Regions from separate parts of the Mus musculus genome. Here region 2 is linked to region 1. Evidence: chromatin contacts called from public Hi-C data. All regions are on one chromosome and are shown on one strand. Each heading gives the region's core, a stretch centred on a gene start, on an enhancer-like site or on the middle of the called end of the contact. The rest is flanking DNA. Distances are from core to core; before and after follow the strand shown. Region 1 overlaps Gm31814 (a long non-coding RNA gene). Region 2 has its middle 23 kb from the start of Tprg.

Region 1 (5,155 bases), core at 1,331-3,830:
GGAGAAGAGCGTAACAATAGAAAGAGGGATAACTAATACTGAAGACCCGTAGAAATGCCACGTGGAAAACTAATGTTTTAGAAGCTTCCTAAAATATATGCATATACATTTATAAAAAGGAGTTTAAACAGAACCACCCTGTAACAGGAGAGCAGTGCCTCCCTCAGACACTATAGGCTGTCAAATAAAAAGTTCAGTGTGCAGTATGGATGACCTCTTCTTGAGCTGTGAGTTAATGGGATCCTATAAGCATCCTCAAACATTATGGATTATTGACATTGCACTTGATTACCCGCTAGAACTTGATGAAGACACTACATAGTCAACTCATAGGATATGGAGACATCGAACTGGTATCTACCAGATGCTTAATTTCTGCTGACTATCTTCCAGGGTCCTAGAAGGTTCTCTATATACTACTAGGTAGAAAAAATGATCAATTTTCTTACTCAGCTGTGAAGCCTGAGAGCTACAATAATGACTGGCCTGGCGACACAGGCCTACTCATGCAGCAGTGACACAAATGTTGTGGGAGTAACCAACCATTCTCTGATTGAATTTAAGGCCTTCTCCACAAGGTAGGACTTGTGTCTGGTACCATTATCTGGGTCAAGAACCCATGAGTGACTAGGTCATCAGCTCTGGAAGAACTACTGCTATCACTATGCTAAGTGGGTACAATAATGGTGATTAAATGCAGAGACCCCCAATTGGTCAACGTGCAGAGAATATGAGACTCCACTTTTAATGGGATTCATCGTATCTCCTCTCAACAAGGTTCAGTTATCACTATGGAAGAGTAGGTGGGAAGATTACAAGATCCAGAAGTAGTGAAAGACTGAAGAAAAATGTGCTGGGCAAGACAACACCATTATACAATAAGCTCATAAAAGCTGTAATTACATGCATAAGACCTCCGTACAAGATGAAGCCAGCCAAAATGCCAGCACGGATGGGGGATCCTACTCCTACTTTGGAACGATTGGCAACTGCTGCAGTAAAGAGTCTCTTTAGAGCTGCAGCTGCTGAGAGGTTGCCCATGCTATAGTAGATTATCTCATACCCACGCTCAGACAGGCAACACCAAGTAGACTTAACAGGTTTAAATAAAAAAGAATACATGAAAAGGGAAAAGTGGGGTTGGGGAAGGAAGGAAGAAAATGTAATGAAGATAATTAGGTATATTTGAATGGGGCATATAATCAGAACACATATGCATGCTTGGAAGTGTCAATAAAAATTTTTTAAATGAAATGTTATTTGCATCAAAATGGATGCATCTGGAGATTGTCTTATCAAATAAAGTAAGTTAGCCTAAGAACAATTTTAAAAGAAATATCTAATTATACAATTATATTGCATGCACATATATTATATATAGCTACAATTATAGATTTGTCTATTTTTCACATAGGTTCTAGTTTCACATATTTTGTAACATTATGTGATATAATCACATTTAGAATTGCTATATCTCTTTATTAAAATGACTCTCTTTGTCATTATTTCTCACTGTCTTTAGCAAAATTTTTTGCTAAAAGACCTTCCTTCTCTTTAGACTGAAGGTATATCTCAGAGTGGCTGCTAAACATGCATAGTACCTTGGGTTCGGTCCTTAGCAGCATGTGAAGCAAGCTTAACATTCCGAAACTTGGGAGGGGGAGGCAAAAGGGTCATCCTCGGCGAAGACTGTCTGAGTCATGTGAGACCCTGTCTCACAAAACAAAAGTCTATGTTATTTGATGTGTGCTTTCTTTGAACAGTGTTTACATATTCCATCTTTTGTTTTTTGCTTTCACATCATTATATTTGTGGTGAATTCCTATAGACATTTTACTTAGAATCATATCTTTTAACATAAATATGTAGATACCTATTCTTACTTCATTCATTTTTTTCTTTAGACATTGTAGCCTGACTGACCTTGAACTCACAGAGATGCAACTTCCTCTGCCTTCCTATTGTGGGGACTACAGGTGCGTACTACTACATATGACCAATAGACTCTTATATTTTACTTCATTTAACCTTTTAGTTGATATCATACATACCATTATATCATTAGCATACAGCAAAATTATAGATACAATAGAAGTTGTCTTACATTCCTTTTTTTTCTATTTGTTTTGTTTTTATTATCCTGTCTTTTCCTGACTTTCAAAAGTGTTCCATGAGCATTTAATGGGATTTCTTTTATTGTATCTATACTATTCTTGAATATATCACCTTATAAAATATTTTAAATAACCACTCTAGGTTTTACATCACATATACATATATATCATATTATATAATATATGCCTTAAGTATAGAAAGTTTGCCTTCCTTGTCACTGCATCTCTTCTCTCTAGAGTTTGGGATAGAGTTAAAGCGCCCTGTGTTGTATTTCAATCCTCAGTCACAAGTTGGAAGGCTTGGCAGGTCATTTGTGCTTGCTCATACTTTGGATTACTGTATTTTTCCTTCTCAATTTGCAAGCCTCGTCATTTTTCATTCCCTTCTGTTTAAAGAATGTCTGTTGGGCGTTCTTTCAGGAGCAGTTCGCTGGCCACACAGCCTCTGAGTTTTCCTCCTGCTGCTGTCTCCTAAGTGCTGGCATCACGGCATGTACCCTCATGCTCAGCCATTTCTCCTGCATCTGAGAAGGTCTTAATCTCCCTTCACCACTAAGGGATGTGACTGCTGCTGGACATGGGAGCTTAGATTCATTTGTTTTTTCCTCCAGAACTTGATCATCAATCAGGCTGCTTCTCTTTAGCCTGTGTGGTTTCTGGTGGGAAATCTGCCATGGGGTTGCTTTTCTCCTACAGTCAAGGAGGGCTTCTCTCTGGCTCTTTCAAATGACTGTCCAGAAATTTGAGTATGATACGTCTTGGTATGGACTAATTTAAAGTTTATTCTGGTGCAGTTTACTCTGGTCTGTAAACCTGTCTTTTGCCAAATTTGGGGTGTTTTTGTCTGACTTTCTGTTGATGGTGCAAATCAGGGAAAAGAATGATCTGTGTTGCTTCAGATCTTCATTAGAAATCCAGGTTGTGTGCTTAGGCTCTGATAACAATAAGAGAAGCTCCTCATTACTGCTGAGCAGAAGGGAGTCCTGCCTGGGACAGAACTGCACTAAAATCTCCCAGTGCATAGAGGAAGGATACCTCGATGTTGTGGTCCACTAACACCACCAAGGGATGTGGCCTCATTCCAGAGTAGCAAAGTTCTGAGTCTCCAGCTAGGAAGGATGCAAGCCCAGAGAGACCCTTTGTCTCACAGCGATAATGTCCAGATGCTAGACAGTCAATGGTCTCTACCTGTCATAAGGTTGACCCTTCTTATCCTTATTATGGTCAATCATGCAGAAGCGAGAGGGAGAGAACTAATAGGAAACAGATCTAAAGTCAAAGTTGCCTCACCTTCCTAACTGGTTTATGATCTTGTGTGGCCTTCCTAGCCTTGATGAGCTTCAGTGTCCTCTAAAAGGGCTTAAAAATAACAACCCAAAGGTTGAAGTGAGGTAGGTGCTCAGGAGACAGTAGCTATTTTTAGTCTGTCGAGACACATTGAACAATTCCTCGATCCCCCAAGCTCATCTGAGGTTTTTTTTTTTTTAGGCTCAGTGGCCCTGGCAAGATTTCCAAATGCCTTGTAGCAAGGAAAGGGAAGCAGCTGAAGATGAAGCTTGGGGGTGAGGAAGTGTCCACTCCAGGACATTTACTGCTACTAGAAGGAAAGGCTGGCCTGTCTCTGATTGAAACTGTGGGGTGTAGGTAAGAGACCAAGTCCTGAAGCTCAGAAAAGCCAACCAGGGTCTGGCTGTGTCATGGTGCATCTTCCCTGAGCAAGAGAAGAACCCAAAGCTGTCCATGGCTGAGAACACATTTTTCCCACCTCTTCATGTGGATGAACTGTCTGCTTTTCTTTAATGGAGAAGGCCTACTTGAGTGCCACATCCAGCAGAGAGGAGACGTTAATAGAGATCAGCTCAGCTGGGGTTCCCGTTCAAGTACATTCACTCCTGCCTCACCGGACTCTCATACTCCTTACACAAGAGCGTTATTATAAGGGGCTCAAGGAAATAGTGTCAGGAGACCCACTTCATGAGTACGTTTATTATTATCTCCGCTGTCCAAGCCACACAAAATAAATGTCTGGCATTTCCAGAAATTGCTATCGATTCAGCAGCAGATTTTACAAGGCCAATCAATAATGGTTTCCTCCTCCCTTCTCCTTCGGTGTGTATTTATTTGTGACCAAGCTTTCTGTTGCCCCTGTGCTTTCTAGTGTTTATAATTGGTACAGAATAAATGGATGATTTCATTTTTTTTTCCAGGGGGGGAAAAAAGGAGTAAGGAACACACTATTAAAACCATCTCCCTCCAAGACACAAAAGCAGAAGACATCTATGTGCGCGAGTATGAGATAAAGATAGATGATGGGAATAGATGGTGGATGCTTAGATGGAAATGGAGATAAGTTTAAACAGGGTCCAAGTTACAACCACCAGCTCATAAGCCACAACTTCTGATCCTCTCCCCTCCCTACAAAGTCCCAGAAAGCCATGCAGACCTTTGCAGTCATAGGCCTATATATATGTATGTGTATATATATAGTCAATGTATTCCAGAAGGCTTCCATCCCATCTCCTTCCAAGGCCCAAATAGAAATAGATCATCTAAAGTCATGTCCCTTGCCTGTTTTTCTGTCCCATGAGTACTCCCATGTCACCAGAAAGAACATAGCTCTACAAGCAATGCTGAGAAACTTTACTTGACTCACAGATGACACACTATTTATTCTCTCTCCTCTAACTCACTACAAAAAGTAAGCTAGTCACCCACCCCTTGAAGTTTGGGGTAAACATGTGGGTTTTCCTTCCTTCAATCTTAGCCTGTATACTGCCTAATCTCATTGAGGAAACACTGATCCACATGTCCCTTAGAGAAGAGTATTACTGGCCAGCAAATGGGTATGGGCACATGTGGGTACTGTGCCAGCCCAAGCTGCTGGTCAGAAGTCTGTGCCCAGAACAATACTGCTTGGTCAAAAATAAATAAAGCAGAATTTCTGTTTCCCTTGAAATGGGTTGAATTGTGTTCCCTCAAAATATGTGTTGAAGTTCTAATTCTCCTTAGACCTCAGACTATGACCTTTTTTGGAAATCGTG
Region 2 (5,155 bases), core at 1,590-4,089, 1.0 Mb after region 1:
AGCTGGGGAAGAAGGAGCTGCCAGGCTACCAGAGCTCATGAGGAAGACTTGGGACCATTTTCCACTTCCCAGCAGGCGAGTATTCAGAAAGGACAGCTGGTGCTAAGGTTAAAGGTATGAGACCTCATAATGTATTCTCCAAAGACAATGCTATTGGGTAGAATCATTGCCAGGAAGACCAAGGTTAGCTCATGATAGCCTTTCAGGGTCCTCTGAGGGGCAGGGACTCTCACTCCCTCCTGGGTGGCTTCTGAATCTGTGTGTACCAGGCTGGTACATTCACCCACTGAATACTAAGTATTGTGGGTAGATGTTCATATCCAGTGAGCTAACTGAGGGCAGAGACCATGCTGTAAATGTTGTATCTTCTTTACCTGTTCTTAGCTTGTCACAGCTTACTATCTGAGTAAGTCTTAGTGAAGAAAGGCCTCTATGTGGATCTCCCCCAAAGAATGGGTTCTAGTATGATTTATGGAGAGATTTGGGATCTTTACATTTCTCTGCATTGGCTAAATATAACATCAAGATTTACTTCTCGGGAGCTGTGTCTTCTCGCTTCTACTTCTGCAGATTTGAATGTTAATGATAATTGCTAGCACTTATTTTGTGTGTGGCACACTGGAACTCTCCTCAACACTTGCCTATCTTATCATCTAAGCTGCTTTTATAGATAAGGAAGCTTCGATTGGCAGAGGCAATGTAACCCTACCACAGGAAGGGAGTCAGGATATGACTGGGCCAGATTTTGATCCCTGGTCTATTTGACATATGCATCATACCCATTCTATGATGTATGAAACAGTGTATTTTTTGGGGGAAGGGTACTTTTTCAGAGACTTAATTTCAAGGAAGACACCTAGAGTCTCTTAGAACTAAAAGGGTTGCGTTTATTTAAGAGAAGTTAGGCTTTGTGGAATCTTACTCAAATATTAGGCTTCATACTTGAAGATGATGTTTTCTCTAATAGTGGTTTTTTTAAAGCCCATAGTTTTCTTAGTTTGGTTTCTGCTGCTGAAAATTTTAAAGGCCGACTTGGAGTGGGGAAGGAGGGCGTGTTTGCTTTATGTATCCCAAGTCACAGTCCATTGAAAGGGTTCGAGGTAGGATCCCAACACAGGAACCTGCAGGCAGAAACTGAAGCAGAAGCCATAGATAAGGGCTGCTGGCTCATTGAGCCTGTTTTCTTATGCACCCAGGACCACAAGCCTAGAGGAAGGTTCCCTAGAGTGAGCTGGGTCCATCCACAGCAACCATCAATGAAGAAAAGGCTTCCCAGACTTGCCTCCAGATCAGTCTGTTGGAGGCCCTTTCTCAACTGAGGTTTCCTCTTCTCAGATGACTCCAGCTATGTCAAACTGCCAAAAAAAATAACCAGGAGAATAGGCTTAGGGAACAACTGGTGGAGCTGGACTGTCAAGAATTATGGAGAGAGTAATAGACACTTCCCCCGTTTTCTGCATCCCGGTTACCATGCCAATAGGCAGTAGAGGGTAGAGAAGAGTGTAAGCTAGCTGTGATAGAGGAACGAGGAAGGGAAACTCTTGGCCCTTTTACTTTAGGGCTGAGAGGACTTTTGCGTGCCTCTAGAGCTGTTCGGTTGGCTTGGGCATCACTTCAGAGTCCCTTGGTTTCTGGGGCACTTCAGAGACCAGCAAACACAAAGAAGTCAGGGATTCTGGTTCTAGGCTGCTTCAAAGTTCAAGCTTAGGGCTGTCTCACTGTGCTCAACAACTAAGCTGGCAAGTCCTCAGGGAAGACACTAGCTTCACAGTATTACACATGCGCAGGGAATTGCTGGTGATTTTCACGAAAGCCTGGGATTGTTATCAATGGTAGGGTCCATCAGTGGAACGTTTATGACTTCTGTCTATCTATACCCAGAAGAATATTATTTGGTCATTAAGACTTGTTGACTTCTTAACTTTGCAGTATTGTGAATGAGTCTGGAGGGCATAGCTAAGGGAAACAAGACAGGCCCAGAAAGACAAATACCACAGGGATGACCTCACCCGTTTGAGAAATCAAAACAAGCTGATGTCATACGTGTAGACTGGGAAAGTGGTAATCAGACAGTGCAGAGAGGAGGCGAAGGAAGGGAGAGTCTGGCCTATGCCTAACTGGGTAAAAGGAAGACGGTCTGTCTGTCACTATAAGCACAACTGTATAACTATGGTGAGTATTGCTCTGTGTATTTCCAAACACCTTCCACAAGAGAAGAATTTAAGTGTTCTCACAATAAAAGATTATAAATGGCTGAGGTAATTTAGATATGATAAAATACCATACTGATTATTACACAAAATGTTCTTTTTTATTTTTAATTTTTATTTATTTATATTTTTCAAAATATTCTTATATCTAACGCCTATTGTGCCTAAAAATATGTATACCTATTACATGTCAAGCAAAAATACAATAACAACGTTTAGAAAAAAATGTCAGCACTGGATATTTGTCTGACATTTGTCAGTTGCTCGGGTCTGACAGATGGATGTGGGCAGGAAGCTCTGGGACCTCAACAGACGCTGACCATCAGTGGGTGTTGGTGACCATTCCTCCCAGTTCCTGAGAAGACGGTCACCTTGTCCTTGTGAAGATCAAACTGAAATATCTATGTTCCTGCATCATGGAATACAGTTGAGCCTAAGGGACAGAGTTGTCAGGAAAGGGAGAATACAATGGCCACCTGTTATTCTTATTCGGGGGTGTGGGAATCCGACTAGCCAGTCAAAGGTTTCTTTCTGTCTTCAGAGACACGTTTGTCTGCAAGGGCAGAGATGAAAGGCACTTGTTACAAACCCTTCTTCTCCCTCATGCTGGGAGAGAGACAAAATGTCCACCTACTGCCATCTGGTGGTCATAGTTTGCACTGCAGCTTGAGTTAGCCTCTTCACTTAGAAAAGGGTCCGCTATATAGAAAAGCAACAATGAATAAACATGGTTTCTGGCCTTGAGGAACAATCAGTCCAGTAGACTTAATTGGCATGCTAGCATTTAAAGTAAAATGTGCAAGGTGTTATCAAGACGTAGCATGGGGAAGAATACCTTTGAGTTGAGTCTTGAAGCATCCTTTGTCACTTTGTCACTTTGACAAAAAGGAGGAGGCTTGTTCTACATACAGAGCACACCCCTTTGCTAGGTTAGCACCCGACTTGTTGATAAGGGATATGGGAAAGAAGGGACAGGAACGAACTGAGACAAAGGTAGGATCAGACCCCAGGATCCTTGAAATGCCTAACCAAGGAGACAGGTCTGCTCTAGAGCATTAAGCCAGAATATAATGGGGTCAGAGTTTGCTGATAAAAGGCAGACCTCCATTGTCTGCACATAAGCTTTCCAAGTATTCATCAGTGGAAGTCATTATTTGAAATACATAGAAACATCATGGTTATGACTGAAGACAGAGTTTGTAGGTCAAAAGTCATTTCAACACCATGTCCCACATGATTGGTGCATGCCAACACTTTTTGACAGGCCAAATGGCTCAATAGAGCCACATTTAATAACCCCTGCTGCAGGAGAGGTTCTAACCTAATATGATCAACACCTTTGTGGTTTTAGAGCCCACTGTACTGTCCAGCCTACAGTAGGCTACTTATAAATCAGGTCTGAGATAGTAGTCCCCTGTTCTAGACCTGTTCTAAACATTTAGTTTCATGGTCATCCCAATTTTATTGGTCAGTTTCCAAACAGGACCTAGATCCCTCATCCCTAGCTTCTAGTTTTATTTTGTGAGAGAAAGGTTGGTATTAGCCATCTCTCTAGTCTCTACTAAGCATCTTTTGTCTGCCACCCCATGTATCAACCCACATTAGGTGTCTCCAACCTACTTGTCATCCCCAACCCACAGATTGCCTGATGCAGTTATGAGAAGCATCACCTCACATCTCACAGCGGCATTCGGTCTACGAACCACACTTTATACTCAAACTTCACTTTGTACTCAAGAACTTTCCGCTATATGGCTGCAGGACCCCGATTTGTGACAGAGTGCGGCTGGCTGCATGGCATTGCCTTCGGTGAGAAATTTCAGACCAATAATTGACCAAGCGTGAGTGGCCTCCTGATGGGCAAAGACGATTCCATTCCCCAATGCCATTTCTGGTGCCAACCGCAGATTCCCACCCACCAAGCAGTATTTCCTGTGATTCGCCCTCTTGTTCCTTGTCTTTACTCACGCTTTGCCCACTCTATCTGCACGGCAGGGTCAGTTTGCTCTCACTCTCCCACATAACTTCGCTGTTTCAAGGCTGTGTCCGGAACTGCCTCCTTCTCACCATCTGGCCACTATCTGCCATGCCTTCCCACCCGGCCCCCACCTTTCCTTGGAAGCCTTCACGCAAAGATGCTAACTCACTCAGTGACTTTTCCCACAGTGCTCAGTGTGTTCCCTGTGGCCGGATAACTACTTCCACAATGAATCTTCCTTAGGCTCATTGTTATTTCCCTGAGAGCTCCTAGACCCGACTTCTTTTATATGGCTGCTGCCAAGTTCAATAAACATTAAGCAAGTGAATATCACACTCTATAGCTAATGCTTTTGGGCTGTTCTAGCCTTCATTAAAGGAAATGGAAATGTACCACAGCCGCTTGCTTTTGATGACTAGAGGCAAGGCAGTGGAACAGGAGACTCTTACTCACTTCAGTCAGTGGCAGAACTCTTCATTTCATGCTCGCTTCCCCTCAGCAAACTCTAGAGCAAGAGAACCATGGTGCTCCCCCATGTCCTCAGCCACAGTGCATGACCAATTGTCTAATCAATGGATTGTCACTTATAAGGATCCATTTGAACATGGATGACATTTGGGATCTATAAAGATGCTTCAAAGTCAGGTGGTTACACATTTTTTTTTCCTTCCTGGAATCATTTCAAGTGGGAATCGGGGCTCCTCCCCTCTTGCTGCAGTTGCTCACCTCTCTCTGAAGCTCACTAAGGACAGATGAAGATGGGAATAGAGAGATGGAGAATGCTACGTCATCTCTAGATACCCTTGCCTGTCCCAGGGAAGTGCTGGGACTTAAGACCTCACTCATTCCATCTTGAAGAGTAAGTAAGGCTTGACTTGATTTTCTAGAAATATCCATTTCTGACAGTGCCTTGAATTTCTTTTTAATTGATTTGATCTCAAGTATTCCTTTCCCATTCCCTTTCCTG

The links. A called contact is a pair of places that touch in the nucleus more often than the background predicts.
Region 2: a contact with region 1 is called in a Hi-C map of muscle stem cells, with 4 times the contacts expected there. The contact joins two enhancer-like sites. A contact is called at or near these places in 5 of 484 Hi-C or Micro-C datasets (bone marrow-derived macrophages, liver, muscle stem cells and 2 more).

Annotation. Positions count from the first base shown.
Region 1 is chr16:24,244,946-24,250,100 of GRCm38.p6, forward strand. The region is part of intron 1 of Gm31814 (a long non-coding RNA gene); the gene reads right to left. Among named protein-coding and RNA genes, the nearest start is that of Gm31814, 16 kb to the right of the region's middle. Within about 2 kb of position 2,581, at least 21 of the 459 cell types and tissues checked have an H3K27ac peak or open chromatin away from gene starts, as enhancers often do. A contact at or near this core is called in muscle stem cells, where this site is marked.
Region 2 is chr16:25,261,107-25,266,261 of GRCm38.p6, forward strand. No RefSeq gene overlaps it. Among named protein-coding and RNA genes, the nearest start is that of Tprg, 23 kb to the right of the region's middle. Within about 2 kb of position 2,840, at least 86 of the 459 cell types and tissues checked have an H3K27ac peak or open chromatin away from gene starts, as enhancers often do. A contact at or near this core is called in muscle stem cells, where this site is marked.